2 separate regions of the Mus musculus genome follow, and region 1 is linked to region 2. A link is a contact called in public HiChIP or PLAC-seq data. All regions are on one chromosome and are shown on one strand. The core of a region is the stretch at or near the end of the contact, and the rest is flanking DNA. Distances in the headings are between cores, read along the strand shown. Region 1 has its middle 10 kb from the start of Fat2. Region 2 holds the start of Slc36a1 (solute carrier family 36 (proton/amino acid symporter), member 1).

The links. HiChIP or PLAC-seq counts read pairs in DNA pulled down with a chosen protein or histone mark.
Region 1: a contact with region 2 is called in an H3K27ac HiChIP or PLAC-seq map of embryonic stem cells, with 8 read pairs. The contact joins the enhancer-like site here to the promoter of Slc36a1 in region 2. A contact is called at or near these places in 11 of 39 promoter capture datasets (the 3T3-L1 cell line, the C10 cell line, cranial neural crest and 6 more), 3 of 484 Hi-C or Micro-C datasets (all in embryonic stem cells), 5 of 115 datasets of contacts at active chromatin or transcription factors (embryonic stem cells and pancreatic cancer cells) and 2 of 9 other capture datasets (adipose tissue and pancreatic islet).

What each region holds. Positions count from the first base shown.
Region 1 is chr11:55,319,904-55,325,257 of GRCm38.p6, reverse strand. It overlaps a transcript of Fat2 not described here. Among named protein-coding and RNA genes, the nearest start is that of Fat2, 10 kb to the right of the region's middle. Within about 2 kb of position 1,312, at least 9 of the 459 cell types and tissues checked have an H3K27ac peak or open chromatin away from gene starts, as enhancers often do. A contact at or near this core is called in embryonic stem cells, where this site is marked.
Region 2 is chr11:55,200,504-55,206,464 of GRCm38.p6, reverse strand. Slc36a1 (solute carrier family 36 (proton/amino acid symporter), member 1) reads right to left here and starts at 2,125. Exons shown (of 11, transcript NM_153139.4): 1 at 1,977-2,125.

The DNA of each region.
Region 1 (5,354 bases), core at 63-2,562, 120 kb before region 2:
GCCTCTGCCTCCTTAATAGCTGGGACTACAGATGTGCATCACAGAGACCAGCTATTGTTCCTCATTAAGAGTCACCTATTGCACCGTGGATCTCCTGAACTCCTAACTGAAATTCGGTGTCTTTTGACCAGCACTTCCTGCCTCCCACCGTTAACCGGTATTCCACTCTTGGAGTTTGTTAGTTCAACCTTAGAGTTTCCCTGAGAGTGAAAGGGAACAGCACAGGCTTTCCGCGTGCGTCTGCTCTGCTTCACTCGTGATGCCCTACAGCTTCATCTGCCTTGTTAGGAATGATGGGGTTTCCTTCTCTCTTCAAAATCTTGCTTTTGAATTTGATCTTCTTTTGAGAATTTCATAAATATATTTATGTCATTTATAAAGTAATGTATTTATATCATTTCTACCCTCCCTCTCCCTCTCTGACTGCTTCTGTGTTCCCCCTATTTTCTCTCTCAGATTCATAACCTCCTTTCTAATTACACACACACACACACACACACACACACACACCCTATTGAATCCATCTCATATTGCTTATACATACACACCTTTAAGACTGACCCTGGGGATCGGATAACTAGTCAAAAAGGATGAACTGGAGAAAACGAATTCTCCCTCCCTCATTAGCCATTGCTTGCCTGTAGCTCTTCATCTAGAATTGGGGCCTTGTGAAATTTCCTCGCATCTATGTTGGCGTGTCAACTGCTGTCACATCTTCTGTGAGACAGTATTCTGGACATCACAGGAAGGCTGCAACCATGCAATCTCAACAATACATTTGCATAAAATTTTCTTTTTATCTTATCTATTTATTTTTTTAATGTTAGCTCCGTTTTTATTTATTTATTTTGTGTATCTATGCATGCCCTAGGAAGCATGTGGCAGTCAGTTCTCTCTTTCCACCACATGGATCCGGGGTAAGAACATAGACCATTAGGCTTGGAGATAAACACATTTCCTGCTGAGCCATCTTACCAGCTCCCCCACACCCCCTTTAAAGTCCAAGTAGTATTCCATACAGACTACATTGTCTTTATCCATTCATCAGATGATGGACACGTGGGTTGTTTCCATTGGGTAGCACGAATGTGCTGCGGCGTGGGTGGGCAGACTGATTCCATTTCCTTTGGATGCTCGCCCAGAGGTGGGATTGCTGGACCATATGGTAGTTCTATTTGTAGTTCTTTGAGGAACCTCCCTGCTGTTTTCCATCACGGCTGTTTACATCACCAACAGCACGCACTGGGCTTCTCCCTCCACACCCTCACCAGCACTTGTTGTCTTTAGTCTTTTTGATGACAGCCATTCTAACAGACAGAGAAAGACTGGCCTAGTGATTAACTTACCCAAGGCCACCCAGGTCGGAATCTGAGGTCTATGTGTCTGAGAGACTCAACAGTTTTGCAAGGGATTCTGCTGAATCAAAGAGGCAGAGGCCTGTTCAGCAGGTCTGCTGGTCTCTGCATTGTACTCTGTTCTTTCATGTTCTTGCCTGCCTATCTTTCTTCCATCCATCCTTCTTTCCCTGTCTTCCTTCCTTCCTTCCTTCCTTCCTTCCTTCCTTCCTTCTTCCTCCCTCCCTCCCTCCCTCCCTTCCTTTCTTCCTTTCTTTTGTCCATCCTTCCTTCCTGCCTTCCATCCATCCTTCTTTCCCTGTCTGCCTGACTTTCTTCCTGCCTTTCTTCTTTCCTGCCTGCCTGCCTGCCTGCCTGCCTGCCTCCCTCCCTCCCTACTCCCTCCCTCCCTTCCTCCCTTCCTTCTTTTCTTATGCTCCTCTCTCTGTTTTGTTTTGAGACAGACGGGGTCTGATGTAGCTCAGGCTTGCTTTGAGCTTACTTCTATGTAGCCCAAATGAGCTTAAACTCTTGACCCTCCAGCTTTCTTCCAAGTGCTGGGGTGCCACTGTGCTGTGCAATGGATCCCCTAACTGAATTTTGTGTATACCATCACTCCTGGCCTCTGTGATCTTTCTAACAAAGCTCTCAATGAATGCTGCTAATCCCAACACTGAGAAGTCAGAGGCAGGCAGATCTCTGGGAGTTCAAGGCCAGCTATGGTTACATAGGGAGACCTCCTTCAGGAAAAAAGTTCTCCCACTCCTACAGAGCTGGTCTATCTCATAGTTCCCATGAAATTATGAGATAGACCTCAAGGCATCCTGGGCCCTCCAGTCATTACGTGACCAGATGCTCCACAGTTGAAGATGCAAATGAATCTTTGAGTCTAAATTCTGACCCCAGGGGAGGGGCTCTGTCCATCGACAGTTGGCTAGTACATACCAGACAGGGCTGGCTCTTTCTGGTCTGACCTCAAAAATCACTTGTCAGTGAAGCTCCCCAAGAACCTGGAGGGGCCGGGTGGTCAGAGGGACCTGGAGCGGTGGCATGTTTGTTAGCCATAGGTGGGTGTGGGTGGGCCTCCAGAGCCCTTCCCCTGTCTCTGCAGAGCATCTTGGAGAGGTTTCTTCCTGGCTCAGGCAGTTTTAGCTCACACACATCACTCAAGAGGCGGTGGTCTCCGTTCGTCTCCTGGGTGTCCAGCTACTACAAGGAAAGTGGGTGGTCCTCCCAGGCTTGGCTTTCTCCCACCCAAGTCCTACCCAGATCTGACCCTGCTTAACTTTCACTATCACATGAAATTGGGCTTATTTATAGTGGCTGCAGCTGGGCTCTGCCCTTTGCTTAGGTTGGAGAGAGACATGGGAAAATAATTTGCTTCTTGTCCACATGTAAACTGGCACTGAGGAGGGGCATCAGTAAGCACCCACTAGAAGCATTTACCACTCAGCATCAGTCAGCTGGTGCCACACAAGAGCCCTAGGTCATGTCTTCCAGTCTTGGAAAGAGGAGCTGAAATCCAGGTTTGGGGGAAAGTTTCCTAGAGTTGTTATGTGAATAACTCACCATAAAAATCCCCAAGCAGTGGATTAAACACACACACACACACACACACACACACACACACACACACACCCCAAATAGCAGGATGATCTGTTACAGGCCACAAACGTAACTGGATCCCACCAGTTTGGCTTCATGGAGCACCCTTGAAGGTTGTTTATTTAATTTAATTAATTAATTTTGTTTTTTTGAGACAGGGTTTCTCTGTGTAGCCCTGGTTATCCTGGAACTCCCTCAGTGGACCAGGCTGGCCTCAAACTCACAGAGATCCTGTTTCTGCCTCCCAAGTGTTAGAACTAAAGGCATACCCTACCACCACCCAAGTGAAATTGTTTATTTTAACCAGTGTGTGTGTGTGTGTGTGTGTATGTGTGTGTGTGTGTGTGTGTGTGTGTATGTGTGTGTGTGTGTGTGTGTGTGTGTGTCGTCTATGTGTGTCTGTGTGTGTGAATGTATTACATGTGTGCGCACATGTTCACATGGAAGCCAGAGGTGAACTCAGATGTCATTTCTGAGGACATAATCTACATAATTATAAACATGGTCTCTTATTGGCCAGAAGCTCACTATTTAGACCAGGCTGACTGGTTAGAGAGTCTCAGATCCCCCTGCCTCTGGAATTCAAGGTGTGCTCCACCACAGCCAGATTTTTAATGCGAGTTCTCGAGATTGAATTCAAGTCCTCATGATTAGATAGCAAGCACTTTACTGCCTGAGCCATCTCCTCAGGCTCTGCACAGAGCTAAGACACTGGTCCACCACCATGGACACTCTTCTCTATGTAACTGTCCCTCAGATCCTACAGTGCCATCTTCCTCTCTGCAAGTCTCTTTGGACTCAGGGCTTTTGGCCACCTCTCTGCTCACACAGACATCCTCACTCCTTCTTCCCTCCATTGCCCCACCCACCCCTTTGCTCCTGCCTCAGGGCTTTTCATTGCCTGTATCTTTGGCCAGAAACTCTCTTCCTTAAGATAACTACATGGCTATCTTCCTCACTCTGACAGCATCCTGCTCTTAGATCACCTGTCCTTCCAAAGTCCCTTCCTAGGACAACCCTTCTTCCCCATCCTACATGGTTTTCCTGTATCTCAGCTTCATGGAAGGACACAGTGCATATAATCTCTCTGCGCCTTTCCCACAAGAATGCATTTCCCTCCACAAGAATGTAGTCCCCCACGAGCAAAAAGAAGTTCAGCTTCTCTTATCCTTTGTTCTAGAACTCCAGGTAGAAGGTTCCACTTCATGAGCTCTAAATGAACCAGTCATTGAATCTGGCAGAGGAGACCCTGCACAGAAACCACAATCAAGCCCCCCCCCCCCCCCATATATCATCTTTCTTCTTCCAAACACAGATGCCTGGAAGGGCTTAGCATCCTTCATATGCCCCGCCCACATAATTGCATTCCAACCCTTGAGGACCCCAGGTATAAAGCCTTTGGGGGACCCTTCCTCTGAGAAACATTTAAAACAACCATACAGTTACAAACGAACAGTTATATTTTAGCACAGCATTGGAACGAGGATGGGCATTTTATCGTCTATGCTAGCACTGTCTTTGGGGCTGGGAACGGGACCCAGATGGCAGAGTGCTTGCCTAGGATCTAGGAAGCCTTGGTTCAACCTGCATCATCATTTAACCAGGGGTGGGGGTGTGTCTCTGTACTCCTGGCAGTCAGGAGACGGAGGCAGGAGGATAAGAAGTTGAAAGCTATTCTCAGCTATATAGTGAATTTAAAACCAGCCTGGAATACATGAGACTCTGTCTCAAAATAAATAAACAACCCCCTCCCCCCCAAACAAAACAAAAACCCATTGTCTTCAATCTAAATTTTGAGCGGCCCCACCCCAACCCCACTCTTTCCTGTACCACACTCTATAGCCAGGTTGGTTTATGTAGTTCTAGGGGTGGAACTCAGGGCTTCTTACAAGCTAGGCAAGCATGCTACCCACTCTGTCAGCTTCCTTTTGGGTGATTCTTCATCCTTCTGGTCTCAGGGATGGGTGGAGCTGATGCTTGCAGATCTCCTCAGAAAGCCTCTGGGCCTGCCGTAATCTCCATATATTGCGGGCCCTAAAGGATGCTACCTGCCTCCTTTCTCTGTGCATCCTCTTGTCACTACATCTGCCCTCTTACATCCCTGGGAAGTGGGTCAGAATAGTTGTTATCATCACCGGTAAATGGAAGACCCACGACAGGTCAGGTGGCTTTCTCAAGGTCATGTGATCCATCTATGTGGTTCAAACCACTGGCTGTCTTCTGCACTCATGCAGCGGGGCCTTTGGTGTTTTTACTCAAACACTCAGTAGTGGCTGCCTACAAACTGACAGATGGATTGAGCGCTCTCTGGATTTTGTAGATGAGAATTCCCTTTGGCTTAGGGGTGCAGTGCAGGAGCTCTTGCCCAGCATTCCGAGGTAGGAGAGTCTTGATCTGATGTTAGATTAGTTTTCT
Region 2 (5,961 bases), core at 876-3,375:
CCTGGCGCTGGTGAGGTGGAGAAAGGGAATCCACGGGACTCATAGCCAGCCCAACCAAATCAATCAGCAAGCTCAAGGGCAAAGGTAGATAGACAGTGCCTGTGACAGTGCTCTGACTTATGGAGGGGGATAGGAGGGCAGGGAGAGACGGAGAGAATGGGGGGGGGATGGAGAGGGGGAGACAGAGATAAAGAAGGAAAACACAACTGACTGTATTTAGGTCAGCTCTCTATCCAGCACAGCAATTTCACCTACAACGTTCCCCAAGGTAATCAATTAAATGCCCAATGACAACTCCCTGTGGTGACAAGGAGTTCCACGCTGTGTCCAAAGCAAAAGAGAACTGATTCCTTGAAAGTTTTTATGCTCAAAACCACTTCCCTTACCGCACTGATCTTAACTGTAGTCTCCTGAATAACCAAATACATAAATCCCTCTCTCCTTTATAGACTCCCGGCTAGACAAAGACAGCTAAACAGGCAGGAGGCTGAACAAACAGCCACCGGGTTTAAGGAGAAAACAGAGACATAAAAACAAAGAGGCTGCAGCAGCACAGACCCCACCAGAGCAGGCCCAGCCTCAGGTCAAAGCCAAGGGCTGAGAGTCGAGCCTCTTACTTGTAACCTCAACAACAGCTTTTAAGAAGCCCGGCCGTAGATGCAGTCTACTTCCAGAGTGTTTGGAACCCCTGGGTTCCATCCAAAAAAAAACCCTATGCACTAATGTACCTGTTAGTTACTATAAATTAGGATGCAAACTAGAGGCAAAAGAGATCTTGGTCATGAGAAAGACAACTAAAATTATGAATGTCTAGTTGAGCCATAAATGGGGGGGGGGCAGATTCAAGACAATTAGAAACAGGTAAAATTCTTTTAGAACAAGATCTACTCTTGTTGTAGGCTACTGCCTACAGATTACAAGGAGGGGGTAAATCTCTCCTAACAAAATCAAACAGGAAAAATATGAGTTTCATAACAAAAGGACCCTACCATCATTCATACACTGAAAATGTAAACCCGGGTGAGGGAGGATTCAAAGTCACCTAAGGCATCAAGCAAGAGGCAAAAGCTAAAACACGCTCTGCAGATTCCCCAAAGTCAATTCCTTCCAGGACACTATGTTGCTATCCTGACTCAACAAGCCCCCACCCCCTAATTCCATCCATATAAGCAGTCGCTACCTGAATCTGTCAAATTTCAGAAAACAAAACAAAAAGCAAGCGGTCTTCAAGTTAACATCTGTGCTTTTCATGCCCTAGAGCTCTCTTGGTCCCTCCAGTCTATCCCAGGTCCTATTTCATATTTCTAAGTGACTTCCACAAAACTGCAGAACGGTTAGAAACGAAGCCTGCTGAGTGATGAGGAAAGAGAGAGAGAGAGAGAGAGAGAGAGAGGAAAAAAGAAGGAAAGGAAAGGAAAGGAAAGGAAAGGAAAGGAAAGGAAAGGAAAGGAAAGGAAAGGAAAGGAAAGGAAAAAGCCATCAGTGAACAGAACCACACCCAGAACTCAAGCCTGGCGTGGAGAGCCCAGACACAGCGGAGCTAAACAAGGACGCGCGACCCACAGCGGAAGGGACAAGTGCCTTTTCACAGGGCGAGTTTCCCCGCAGATGGCAACGTGGCAGAAAACAAACAGTTGCAGAAGCTGACACCCTGCTGCAGGGATACCTCGGAAGCCCACACACAGCCCTGGACCTCAGTTTCCCCTACTCTCGGAGGAAAGGAGTTGCGGTCTGGTACCCTGTGACCCAAGGCAAGGGCATAGCTCGAACAGCCACATCTGCAAACGAAGGGTTGGTCCGAGCTAGCCGTCAGTGACTGCCGATGTCACCTGGGAACTATGACTGAACACCTGTCAAAGGTGCATGGGAGACCCCACCCCACGGGTGACCTGTCCCTGAGCAGCAGCATCCGTTTGGCGGGAGGTGCTACAGCAGGAGGTGACTCCCGACTGCAGCGCAGGGCACGCACTACTCACCGGTCGGCCCTGCCCGGCCCGGGCTCCCGCTCCGGCTCCGGCTCCGGCTCTGGCTCCCGCTCCTGCTCAGCCCACCTCGCGTAGCCTCAGCGCCGACCCCTAGCCATGGTTTTCTAGCCTCCTGGACAGCCGCTTCCGGGCCCTGTCACGTGATGCTGGCTCCCTAGCCCAGGTCACGTGCCGCTCCATTCCGTGCTCCTCCTCCCGGACCCTTGTTCTGCAGCGCCACCTGGCGGCCGTCAGCCGCTGCTTCAGAAAGGGCAGTGCTTCTGAGACCACCACAGAGCTAAGGCAGACGACCTAGATTTTGAGGCAGTCTCCAGGGAAGTCGGCATGCAAAATATCCGTAATTTTTAGCCTTGCTAAAATTTATTTGTTCAGCATATATTAACGTGCATTTACTGGTTTATAATCACAAGTTTGCACCTTTTAAAAAATAAATCGTGCAGCTAAGCCTGATGGTACAAGACTGCAATACCAGAGCAGAGAAGAAAAATAGTTCAAGGCCTGTTTGGGTTATAGAGTGAGTTCAAGGATACCCTGGGTGATTTAAAGATACCTTGCTTCAAAAAAATTTAAAAGGGGCTACTGGGAAAATGGTTTACTGGATACAATAAGAACCTGAGTTAAGATTCCCAGTACATATAAAGAGCCAGGCAAGACAATGTGTGCCAGTAACACCAGAGCTTGGGGCCAGAGCAGAAGGATCCCTTGGTCTCTTCAGCAGACTAACTGATCTAGCCAAAACAGTGGGCTCAGGTTCAGTGAGAGAACCTGTGGGGAAAAAAAGTTGAGGGAACAACTCAAGCAGACAATGTCACCATCTGACTCCCCGATGCCCCACTCCACACACACACACACATACTCCATATGCTACACACATACACATACACACACACACACACTCCATACACCACACACATAAATATACTCCATACACCACAAACACACACATACATATACTCCATACACCACATACACACAGACATATACTCCATACACCATATACATACATATACTCCATACACCACACACGTACATATACTCCATGTACACACATATATTTCGTACACCACACACATACGTACATGCACATATGTTCCATACACCACACACACACATACACACACACAAACAACATATACTCCATACATCACAGACACATATACACATATACTCATACAAACATATACCACACATACATACATATACTCCATATACCACACACACAGAGATGCAAAGACAACTTCACACATACACATACTTCATACACCACACACACATACACACTCCATATACCACACACACATACATATACTCCATACACACACATATACTTCATACACCTCACACATACATACATACATACATACATACATACACATATGCATATGTTCCATACACCTCACACATACATACATGTACTCCATACACACAGAGATATAAACAGTACATACCACACATGCATATACTCCATATACCACACACACAGAGATGCAAAGACAACTTCACACATACACATACTTCATACACGACACACACATACACACATACACATATTACATATACTACATACATACATACATACATACATACATACATACATACACAAGCATATAAACCATACACCACACATACACAGATGCATACACATACATATACACACATGAACAAGAAATGATACAACTTCTAGAGTCCCACTCTACACTTGCTGGGTCAAGATCCCCATCCATGAGTGGCATCCGGCAAGACCTAGGGAGATTTGGATTCTCCTGCTGAGAGCCCTACTACAGAGGACTGCCTTGGTGTACTGAGTATTAGCCCAGCAAGGCTTGCAGTGTGGCAGAGTAACCTCCTTCCCACCCACATCCCAGGTCTGTCTCCATCACTTCCTGCTGCGCAGCCTTCTGAGTTCCCTTTGGGTTACCCATTTTGAAAGTTCAGTTGGAAGCCCTACTCTATTCTCCCCCTTCCCTTGTTGTTTGCAAATCACATAAGATCTGGCACCTAAAGGGGTCATGCTAGAGAGAAATTTTGGATAACTCCTTCTGCATCTAACAGAAGGAGGTCAGTTCTGCTTTCCCCTAAGCTCCACCCATATCCCACCTCAAACGTGATGGGTCCTAAGATGCCAGATACTCAGCCACTGCTCTCCTTTGCGGATACATTGTTCTCGGTTCCATCTTCAATACACTCAGCTGCCATGTCCTCTGCTGAAGGTCTTACGTCTTACAACGAGCCTGAGCCCGTGCAAAGTTTCCTTGTACACTATCTGATTCAGACATGGTCGATCTCCAAGACACGAGTGGTGGCCCCTCTAGCACCCCCTTTCCCAGAGCAAGCTTCCGGGCCCTGGATGCAGTGAACGCCGTGCTGCTGTTGCACGACAGTAACCATTGTGGCTGGGACATAGAAAGCCATGTGCCTTTTTGTCAGTATCCCAAGAACGATGTCACTCTTCACAATCATAGACCTTTGCTAGAGCGAAGCGTTCAGCACTGTTAGAGTTTAAAGTATTTTGGAAGTCACAGCGACATGATTCCAGAACGCATTAAGTGGAGTGAATGGAGTTGACATTGTTAATCTTAGAGCAACAGCTAAGAAAGGTAAAATTGTTATGAAGAAGCTCTGCAGGCACCGTGAGGACACCGTGAGCTGGGGACATAGGAGGGACTGTGCTGCAAAGAAGGGGAACAATACTGAGGAAACGAAAAATGGTCTTGGAATCAAGGATGATGCTTGAGGGAGCAAACGTCAGGGAAGGGATGATGCCAGTTCAGCACCACCGGGAGGTGTCTGTCCCCATTTACAGGCTCAACCATCCTGCCAGCCTACCTTGTTTTTGTTTTTGTTTTGTTTTTGTTTTTTGTTTGTTTGTTTTGAGAGAGAGGGGGTCCCTTAGTGGCCTGGAACTTGCCAAGTAAAGTAGACTGGGTGTCTCGTGAGCCCCAAAGATCTGCCTGTCTCAGCCTCCCAGCGCTGAGATTACAAGCCTGTGCTACTACATCCAGCTTTTTTACATAGGTTCTAGGAATCAAACTTGAGTCTTCATGCTTGCACAATAAGCACTTTCCCAACCGAGCCATCTCCCCAGCCTGTTTTGATTCTTTTCTTATGGTTTTTGATGACATGAAAGGAGACAAGGACAATTTTTTTAATATTGCAAATAATCTTTTTTGTGGCAAAGTATTTAAAGATACACTGTGACAAAGTATATAGCTAAAGCTGGAGCTGCAGCTTAGAGACAGAGAGCCTGTCCCAGGTGTGTGTGTGTGTGTGTGTGAGAGAGAGAGAGAGAGAGAGAGAGAGAGAGAGAGAGAGAGAGAGAGATCATGTCACGTGATGCAATACTGGTATACAGGTTAATGCCACCAGACACACCTAGGTTCCATCCCCAGTGTCAGAAAGAAAGAAAGAAAGAAAGAAAGAGAGAGAGAGAGAGAGAGAGAGAGAGAAAGAGAAAGAGAAAGAGAGAAGGAGGGAGAGAGAGGGAGGGAGAGAGAGAAGGAGGGAGGGAGAAAGAGAGTGGGAGGTAGGGAGGGAAGGAAGGAAGGAAGGAAGGAAGGAAGGAAGGAAGGAAGGAAGGAAGGAAGGAAGGAAGGAAGGAAGCTATTTAATACCTTTAAGGTACAAACACGGCAGCTGAGGTCCCAGGGAAAATGGTTGCAAACTATTCCATGCATTCTGGGGTTAAATGGGACTGTCTTGCCAGCAACACCCTGCTCATGTGAAGGAGAAATGAAGAACCCTGTAGGAACTCAGCAGGCCTGGACGTGGAGGTGTAAGGCCAAGATACCAAGGGGTATATCAGTTTACAATGTGCACTGACCTGCAGGCAAGATCAAACTACCGGGATGTCACAGTTCATGGACCCAGGTGAGGCACACTCACCTGTCCCTGGTCCAAAACCGAGGTTGGCACAACCAGGCAGATCCTAAGGTAGCTGGAGCTCCTGATACAATTACGGCTAGCCGACATAAACCTT